3 separate regions of the Mus musculus genome follow, and all the other regions are linked to region 1. A link is a contact called in public HiChIP or PLAC-seq and promoter capture Hi-C data. All regions are on one chromosome and are shown on one strand. Each heading gives the region's core, a stretch centred on a gene start, on an enhancer-like site or on the middle of the called end of the contact. The rest is flanking DNA. Distances are from core to core; before and after follow the strand shown.

Region 1 (2,813 bases), core at 169-2,668:
AACTTCACACGCTTTTTCTCAAACCTCTTGAGAAAAATGCCAAGCGCCCCTCTGCTGGGTCCTGGCATCCCAGAATCGGAGGTGACAGCTCCTGTCTTAGCTAGTTCTCTTTCCTTTCACAGCAGGTGACTGTCCCTTACTGGCTTGGTCTCCCCGGGCTGGGTCTCAGGGAGGGAAGGAGAAGGCCAATTGGCGCTCCTGTGGCACGGACCGCTAGTCCAGGAATCCGATTTGACTTTTGAACAAAAAAGGTCCTCAGGTTGTGTGGCTGACCCTGGGGGCTCCTAACTGATGACACAGCGCTCCTTGTCCTTAGCCTGGCTGCCGACACTGGTTTTTTCACGAATGTACATGAGGTCGCTGTGCACGCTGGGTCTGCGAGCAAAGGGCGCCAAGATGCCAAAGGCATCGCCGTGGTCGCCCCCGCCTCCGCTGCCCGCACGCAGAAGCTTCTTGTTCCTCAGAGCCTTCTTGTGCAGTACGTCGCAGTACTGCACAGATACCTTGCGGTGCAAGTCGGGGCTCATCTCGCTAGGCAGCTTGGCCATGGCAAAGAGCGCACGGAACATCTGGTCCAAGCTGCTGTTCTTCTTGGCTGAGATCTCGAAGTAGGCACAACGCTGAGGGTCGTCACCCACCAGCTGCTCAATCTCCCGCTGCTCTACTTCCCGGTAGAAGTCCCGGTCCCCTTTGTTACCGCAAATGACCAGCGGCACGTCCACATTCTCTTTGGTTTTGTTCTTGAGACAGGACTTGGTGTCTAGGATCTGCTGTTTGAGCCTTTGCACCTCTTCGAATGAGTCGCGGTTGTCTAAGCTGAACACCAGAATGAAAACGTCTCCTATAAGGGAACGAGTGGGAAAGGTGAGGACAGCTGCCAGGCACAGAGCTGCAGACACCCCAGGTGAAGGGGCAAGCCCCAAGCACAACACACCAGCCCCATCCACTCCCCTCAAGACTCCGGTCCCCCTATCCCCGTCGACTCCCCACTCACCTGTGAGGATAGAGAGGCGCCGCATGGCGGGAAACGGATGATTGCCGGATGTGTCCAGTATGTCCAACTGGTAGACTTCGCCGCGGATCGAGTAAAACTTTCGGTGGAAGTCCTCGATGGTAGGGGTGTAAGCATCCTCGAAACGGCCCGTGAGGAAGCGCGACACAATGGCCGTCTTGCCCACTTTGGATGAGCCGAGGATGACCATCCTGTAGCAGTTCTTGGCCGGGATACTCAGTTCAGAGTCGCTTGGGCACATCTTCTTGATCATCGCGGCCAGTTTCATTGGGTAGAGGGGCCCCAGGGGCGGATGCGTGGCCGAGAGAAGGTAGAGAGAGGGCTGCAGAGAACTCCGGAGTGACGGAAGAGCTTGGCTTCGGGACTGCGCGAGCTGGTCTGGGCTCTTGGGTACAGACAGCAGGCTCAGGCTTTCCGCGCCCCACACCGCCCTTATATTCAGTTGGCCGAAGCCCGGCCAGGCACCTCCCAGCTAAGGTGCGTCACGTCCCGCCCCCGGACGCGCCCAGCTCCTCCTAGACGCAGCGACCTCCGCCTTGGAGCCTGAGGCTCCTCTTCAGACCTACGTGCGCTGAAAGGAAAACTAAATCCAAACTACGGCCAGTGGGATCCGGCGCTTCCCACTTTTGGCCGCAGAGGTCCTGGCTGTGCCTTTGATTCACTTACCTCTGGGATCTCCATTCTCTTAACACTAGTGCACAGACACCCACTTTTCTTGGGCCTTAGTTTCCCCAAAAAATATTATCTGATGATAGCAACAGATTTGCTGGACATTTGCCCCAGGGCCAACCCCTTAGGTCCCCGGACTCTTGGTGCTCTCCTGGGCTTAGTGTCCGGTGTTTGTGGGTTTTCTATGTTATCGTCCGCGCTTTGCGCTTCAGCCACCAGAGGGAAGCAGGGAGCCCCACGGACCCGCTGGGATGCCTAAGGTTGTGGCCACTCTGGAGAGGGGCAGGAGGCTGGCTGGGGACCCTGACGGGGAGCGCTGTCATGGACTTCCTGTGCTCTACTTTCCCAACTAGAGAGAATCTGATCGATGGGGACCTCAGTAGAGGAGAGTCTGTACCTGACTTCATACTTCGAGACAAGCCCCTTTAAAAAAAAAAAATCAAAACAGGCCAGAGTACCTACAGCCTCCTATGGCTTTCGGGACTTTCCCCTCTCGTGGGCCAATTCATCGTCATTTTGCACTGAGGTGGCTGACTGGGGCCGATGATCTCAGAGGAGGCCTGGAAGCACAACCTTCACTGTAGTTCAGTTTCCCTTTCTGAAAGATGACACTGGTTCCTTGATTGTAAAGATTAAGTACAAACACGTTCCGAGACCAGGGCCTGGTCAGAACAATAAAAGTATAGTATCAGGGAGGCTGCCTAGGGGAGGAAGCCGGTGGCAGGTTGATCAGTAACCAGGACTGAGTGATGCTTGAGGAGAAACGGGACGCGTCTGCTGCTTGTAACTGACGACACAGGTGAGCTGTGTTTATTCTGCTCTGACCTCGTCTTATTTAGGAGAGGCCCAGAGACCGAGTGGCTGACAAATGCCCCTTGCCCATCCAGGCAGTCTTGGTGTCCCACAGGCAGGGCTAAAGTCATTCCCACCCATCCAGATGCTTGCACTATGATCCAGGATTTCAACAGAAACCCAGTCTCTAGATCAGCAGTGGGCATCCTGCCTGGAGCCCATGCAACGTAGGTGTATTGATTTGGTGGTCCCTGTGCTAAATGATAATGCTCTCCCTGGAGACAGAGAAGCAACACTCTGCATTTAACAGATGGGGGAACTGAAGCACAGGGAAGCACGC
Region 2 (2,813 bases), core at 181-2,680, 240 kb after region 1:
TACCCGGGCCAAATCCAGGTCAGCTTGTTTGCGATGTCTCCAGAAGTGTACAGCCGGGCCAGAGTGTGGCCTAGTCACAGGTTCCCCATAGACAAAGAGAAGAGCCAAGCAGGCCAACACTAGTAGTCCATTGGCCAGCCAGACTAGGGGTGGCAGCAACCACTGGGTCCAATTAGAGCCATCTACAGGCAAAGAAAAGGTCTGAGAACTCAGTTCTCCGGAAATCCAAAGTCCCAAAGGTCTCTGCCGACAACACCTGGGCTGACCTGACTCACCTCTGCTCTCTGCCTCCAGCATGCTGCGCCCAGAACTACGGTGTGTACCCGTAGCATCAGAGGGAGTGAGAATGCCCCAGCCGAAAAGCGAGGCCAAAGGATTGCAGGTCAGACACAGAAAGGCCAGTACACACAGGGCCAGGCGGGAGCGGTCCAGCATGCCTCGGCTGTGTGAAGGCAGCCGCTGGGCTTTGACCTGGCAGGGAGCAAGGGAGGTAAGGGCATAGAGCTCAGCTAGCCCCAAAGGCGAGGCTAAAAGGTGGAGGAGACTGCAGGGCTGCTGGGAGAGGGAAGGGGCCATATTGCAGAGTCCAACCTGGCTATCCTCAAAGGCTGGACTGTCGGGCTCAGAGTCACTACCACCACTGCTGCTAGCTCTGCTGCCAAAAGACAAGGGGCTACTCTGGGAGGGTGAGCCGGCGTCTGAGGGTGGAGGGGTAAGCGTCTCCACCACTTCGGGTTTCATGCCCTCCATAGACACATCTGTGCCTCCTCCACTGCCACAAGCTGACACCAGGTCCTTCAGTGATTCTGTAGGCAGAAAGAACAGGGCTGGTGAGAGAGGCCTGGCCGCCAAGCGCCAGGACTTGGATGGTTCTGTTATGCTCAAAACAGGGGCCAAGGTAGGGTGAGAGCCAGAGACAAGGTTGGGCAGGGATAGAGAAGGCAGCATCAGGGTGGCAATCTGAATGAGAATGGCTTTCAGAGGGTCCCGTTTGACCGCTTGGTTCCCATTCCTGTTTGGGAAGGATTGGGAGGTGTGGCCTTGCTGGAGGAGGGGTGTCACTGTGGTAGGCTTTGAAATTTCAAAACCCCACACTATTCTCAGCTAGCTCTTTCTCTTGGCCTTGTGGCTGTCTCAATATTTGAGCTCTCGGCTACTGCTCCAAGCGCCAAGCCTGTCTGCCTGCCGCCACCACTGTGGTCATGGGTTCACCCCTGAAACTGTAAGCCTTTAATAAACCTGACCATGGTCATAGTGTCTTCACAGCAACGGCATAGTGGCCAGGACAGCAGGGGGGGGGGGCGGGGGGGAGGGGCTGGGACTCACTGCTTTTGTGTGCACTTCGTAGGGTCAGGTTCTCCTGCTTGAGCTTCTGGTTGCTGTGCTGCAAGAAGCGGATGTAGTCGATGGCCTTGCGCAAGACAGCAGATTTATTCAGCTGTGAGGAGAGGGAGAGGGCTCAGCCAGCCAAGTGGACCTGACCACAGGTACGAGAGCAGGTAAGAGCCGCTCTGCGTCACAGCTGCCTCGGGGCCTCTGGACGGGACGGTTCCTTCTGACTACAACTCTCCTATGCTGCTGTCTCCTGACAGTACCCACTCCACAGGGCAGAGATAAAAGTCACCCTGTGAATACTCACAACGGTGTCTCCCAGCTGCGGCCCCTGCTGTCTCCACCTCACATTCCCTACACCCTCAGCTCTCTACGGTGAGACCTTCCTTGACCACCCAGTTCACAACCACAACTTTCACTGGTCCTGGTTTCTTCCCCGAACATGGGAGCCAGCCGCTGCAATTCCCACTACTCCCCTAGGGAGTCAGTTCCTCCAGGACAGGATTTCTGTGCTTCATCACCACGCCCCCTCAATGCATAGACCAGCTTTCTTTATCCAGGCTGCCCTTGATAAGACCTAACTCCGCAAACGGGACTGCCTAGACCCAGACAAGTTGATGCATATGACTAAGTGACGAGGACTGACCTAATCCCATCCCCGGCTGGCTGATGTGCCCCATTTCTTCCCTGGTCACCCTGACCTGAGTCTCGCAGGCCTTTGGCCGTACCTTTGCTTCAGTGCCCACCACCAGGTCTTTGAGCTCCACAATCTTGTCATTGATAGAAGACCGGTAGCGCTTCTCAATGGCATTGTGGGCTGTGCGCTTCTCACCACGGCTCTGAGCTGAGCCTAGGGCCTTGCTGCCAGCTGCGAGTCGGTGGATGGGCAGTTTGTCTGTGTCCACAACCAAAGGTACTGTGGCCAAGATGGTCCCTCCACTCACCAGGGTCTGTGGGGTCAGATGCATCTCACCAGGTGGACAGACACATGCGCAGCCAACCCTCCCCCCCCCCCCATAGTCTCCCTTGTGCCTGAGCCATCTACCTGCAGGGGACCTGCCTGCACGGCTGTGCCAGGAGCCAGGGTGCTGATGCCTGCAGTCTTCACGGTGGCTCCTGCATCTGTCTTCACAGCTGTCAGCAGCAGTGAGTCTGCCTTGATGAAGTGTGGCTGCAGTACAACCTGGATGGGAGGGGCCAAGCTGTAAGCGAGCAGCATCCAAGCCAGGCGTCCCCACCCCCCACCTTCCTGGTCAGACCCACTCACTGGGACCTGCTGGACCTGTGAGGTCACAGTGTTTGTTCTAGGGGCTGCTGAGGCTGGCAGCGGCTGCTGGGAGGCCAAGCTTTGGACCTGGGTGTGCAGGGCAGGGGTGGGCAAGACTCCTGGTGCAGGGGCCAGCGGCAGGCTAGATGGTGGCTGCTGAGTGTTTCCTGGAAGGGTCCCTGCAGAGACAGAGTTTAAGGTTGCTGGCACAGGC
Region 3 (2,813 bases), core at 216-2,715, 210 kb after region 1:
CTAAGTAGAGACTGAATGCGCAATTAACGGAGTCAGCTTGCCAACTGGAAAGCTGTCCCCGCTTTCACGTTGAGCGGAATACTCCACCAGCTGACTTGGACGAAGCAATTTCCTCTGCTCTCCCCTTTCTCTCTCCTCCAGCCCCTTCTCTTTTTCTCTCTCCTTAATAATAAAATTATACCAAGCAGTTTGCGGTGTGGCAGGCGGCCAGAAAAGCGTTTCTTTAAACGCCGCCGTCTCACAATTAGGCAGCAAGAGGATTTGACACGCCGAGGCGGCCTGACAGGCGGCTTCCTCCCCTGGGGGCGGGTGCAGGAGGGGCTTCAGTGCCCTGCTCCCCCATATGGAACCCGCACTGAGAAGGGGCCAGGGCTGCACCTCCTGGGCTGTCAGCTTGCTGCAGTGAGAAGCCCTTGGGGCAGGCAGCAGGGGAGGTTCTACCCAGACTCCTGGAAGCAGCAAGATCTTTCCCTGCTGGGCTATACAGTAGGAAAGCCATGTTCTCTGTTTCTGTGTGACAGAGAGGCATTTGGGGCACGTAACTGCTGAGCCTGGTGGACAACTTACTGACTCTCTCTCTGGATTTTCATTGATTTCTTCGGGTTTGGGATTGGAGTGTTGAGGGAGAATGTGCCCAGTTCCTGGGGCTGGTTGCTTTTCCATGCCAAGCTGTCTTCCGAGGAGGTTGCAGACAGGACTGTCTGTGATGAGCCAGAGACCCTCTGCTGCTACCACTGCGAGAGCAGACCTAGAGTCCCCATGAGCACACAGGAAGAGCTGCTTTGAAAGCACCTGGGTACCCAGACCACTGGCTCTAGCAGCCAAACTCAGAACTGGACCACGGTAGGTAGGTAGGCAGTAGCCACTGTAGGAGGGAGTTTGTTCTGGAAGCTTCCAGAGGGCAGCCACTTGCTTCCTTCATCATTTTCCCTCTTCCTGCCCCTGGGTGGCCTTCAGCGACGCCTTGGCAGTTCACTGCGACTTAAGCTACACACATCCCCTGGAGCCTCAGCTCTGCGCTCTGCTTGCTCTCCACCTGGACGCTTGGCTGAGCCAAGCTGGGCTCAAGAGTCAGTGGACACCAACAGGAAAGGCTGCAGGAAAGAGTGCAGGTCCTAGTTAGATAGTTTTTGTTCTGCCCACCAACTCCCTCACCCACTCATGAAACTGCTCTGTGGCCTTCACCCTCTGAGGCTGTGATAAAGAATAAATACTGTGATAAGCACAAAGCCAGTAGTGTCCCTCTGTCCCACTTGGTCACCATCAGAGCAATTTTTATAGGGGCAACTCTGGGGCCAGAGTAGGGCTTTGGAGCTTAAGAGCAAACACTGAAGTCCCTACCTTCAGGCTCTTATCCTTAGGAGGCAGCTCATTGTACCATTAATTATGTAATTACTGCTGTCATGAACCCCACATGGGAGCTTGGCAGGGGTCCCAGGAGGGGGGAGGGGTGGGGCCTTACCTATCTCTTGTGGAATGTTACAGGGCACCTCCTACACCACCTCTACAAGCTGAGCTCATGCCACACTCCTACCTCTAGCTCTTGAGCTCTTTCCTGCACCCAGGCCTCTCACCTTTTACTTCAGGGTTTGCCTGGGCCATGATGCTACCTACCTACCAAGGCCTGCTGCTCTGGAGCCAGAGAACATCTAGGTACTCCTTGTTGCATTGAATACCCAAGTCCCCAGCCCAAGAAGCTAAGAGCTAAAGTGCATGGGTGTGTGTGTGTCCACTTTGTCAGTCTTTGACACCTGGGGCTGATGGTCAAGTGACAACCCACAGATGGTCCTTTTGAACTTTGCCCTGCTTTAAATAACAACAATAAAAACCCTTGAGACTTGGTTGCTAACTTTTTTTTTTGGTCTGTGTGTGTGTGTGTGTGTGTGTGTGTGTGTGTGTGTGTGTAAGGACAACTTCCAGGAGCTAGTGCTCCCTACTGTGGGTTTCAGGGATGGAAGTTGATCACTAAGCCATTATATCTTGCCAGCCCTGGTAACATTTTTTGCAAATGAAAAACATCCCTACTGTACATTTCTGACCTGTAACCTCTTAAAGCAAAGGCTGCCCTGCTCTGGCTCCTTCTCCCCCCACTTTGCTTGGGACCAGTGTGTACAGCTGCCTCCAACCCCCATCTGACTACAGACCTCCGAAGTAGACTCTTCGTCCGTCCTTAAGAACAGGTCTGTGTTTAATGTATGAAGCAGACCTGTGGCCCTACCTAGTTTATGCCTCTCAGTCCGCCCAAATACCTTGTATCTTATCAGCTGACTTCTTAGTCTGGATTTAGTTTCACAGGGTTAATGTGACATTTGGAGCATGATTCATTTAATAAATATTTATTGTTCTGGGCAATGGGGACATGGCTATGAATAAAATAGGCAAAAATCCCTGCTCTTATGGAACTTTTTTCATTCGAGAGGAGACTGGTAATGAGGCCAAAAGGTAAGTGCTTTGAAGAACTAGAAGGAAGCACAAGGGGTGTCATTTTAAATACAATGATAACAGGGACACAGTAGAGTTGCATGGGTGTCTGGGAATGGTTTTCCTAGCAAAAGGGACAACTGGCACAGGCCTTGAGGCCCATGGAGGTGAAAGACTTGCCCAAGGTCAAAAGCCTAGTGGCATTTAGACAGCCTGCTACTAGCTTGACACTTCTTTTCTGCTTCTTCAACAAGTAAGGTAAGCCCTGGTCCTTCTGGGAGCATGGAGTGGAGAGGACAAGCTGTCCTGATGAGTTCGGCTTTCTGTAAGGATAGCACTACTGGGGCTTGGAGTGTGGACCAACCCAAGCAGCCTGGGAACCCCTGTGAGCT

Evidence for each region. Promoter capture Hi-C pulls out the DNA fragments that hold promoters and counts their contacts. HiChIP or PLAC-seq counts read pairs in DNA pulled down with a chosen protein or histone mark.
Region 2: a contact with region 1 is called in a promoter capture Hi-C map of liver, with 2.1 times the contacts expected there. The contact joins the enhancer-like site here to the promoter of Rasd1 in region 1. A contact is called at or near these places in 2 of 39 promoter capture datasets (liver and pre-B cells), 11 of 484 Hi-C or Micro-C datasets (the AML12 cell line, B cells, ECoMG myeloid progenitors and 8 more), 2 of 115 datasets of contacts at active chromatin or transcription factors (embryonic stem cells and pancreatic cancer cells) and 3 of 9 other capture datasets (adipose tissue, embryonic stem cells and pancreatic islet).
Region 3: a contact with region 1 is called in a FOXA1 HiChIP or PLAC-seq map of pancreatic cancer cells. The contact joins the enhancer-like site here to the promoter of Rasd1 in region 1. A contact is called at or near these places in 3 of 39 promoter capture datasets (hippocampal neurons and liver), 5 of 484 Hi-C or Micro-C datasets (the P5424 cell line, cortical neurons, embryonic stem cells and 1 more) and 3 of 115 datasets of contacts at active chromatin or transcription factors (embryonic stem cells and pancreatic cancer cells).

Annotation. Positions count from the first base shown.
Region 1 is chr11:59,963,526-59,966,338 of GRCm38.p6, forward strand. Rasd1 (RAS, dexamethasone-induced 1) reads right to left here and starts at 1,419. Exons shown (of 2, transcript NM_009026.5): 1 at 995-1,419; 2 at 1-841. The coding sequence starts at 1,280. The coding sequence ends at 285.
Region 2 is chr11:60,203,796-60,206,608 of GRCm38.p6, forward strand. Srebf1 (sterol regulatory element binding transcription factor 1) reads right to left here. Exons shown (of 19, transcript NM_011480.4): 3 at 2,600-2,778; 4 at 2,378-2,515; 5 at 2,061-2,282; 6 at 1,327-1,438; 7 at 592-806; 8 at 276-471; 9 at 4-182. Among named protein-coding and RNA genes, the nearest start is that of Mir6922, 2.9 kb to the left of the region's middle. Within about 2 kb of position 1,431, at least 6 of the 459 cell types and tissues checked have an H3K27ac peak or open chromatin away from gene starts, as enhancers often do. A contact at or near this core is called in liver, where this site is marked.
Region 3 is chr11:60,177,241-60,180,053 of GRCm38.p6, forward strand. The region is part of intron 2 of Rai1 (retinoic acid induced 1); the gene reads left to right. Among named protein-coding and RNA genes, the nearest start is that of Mir6921, 22 kb to the right of the region's middle. Within about 2 kb of position 1,466, at least 17 of the 459 cell types and tissues checked have an H3K27ac peak or open chromatin away from gene starts, as enhancers often do. A contact at or near this core is called in pancreatic cancer cells, where this site is marked.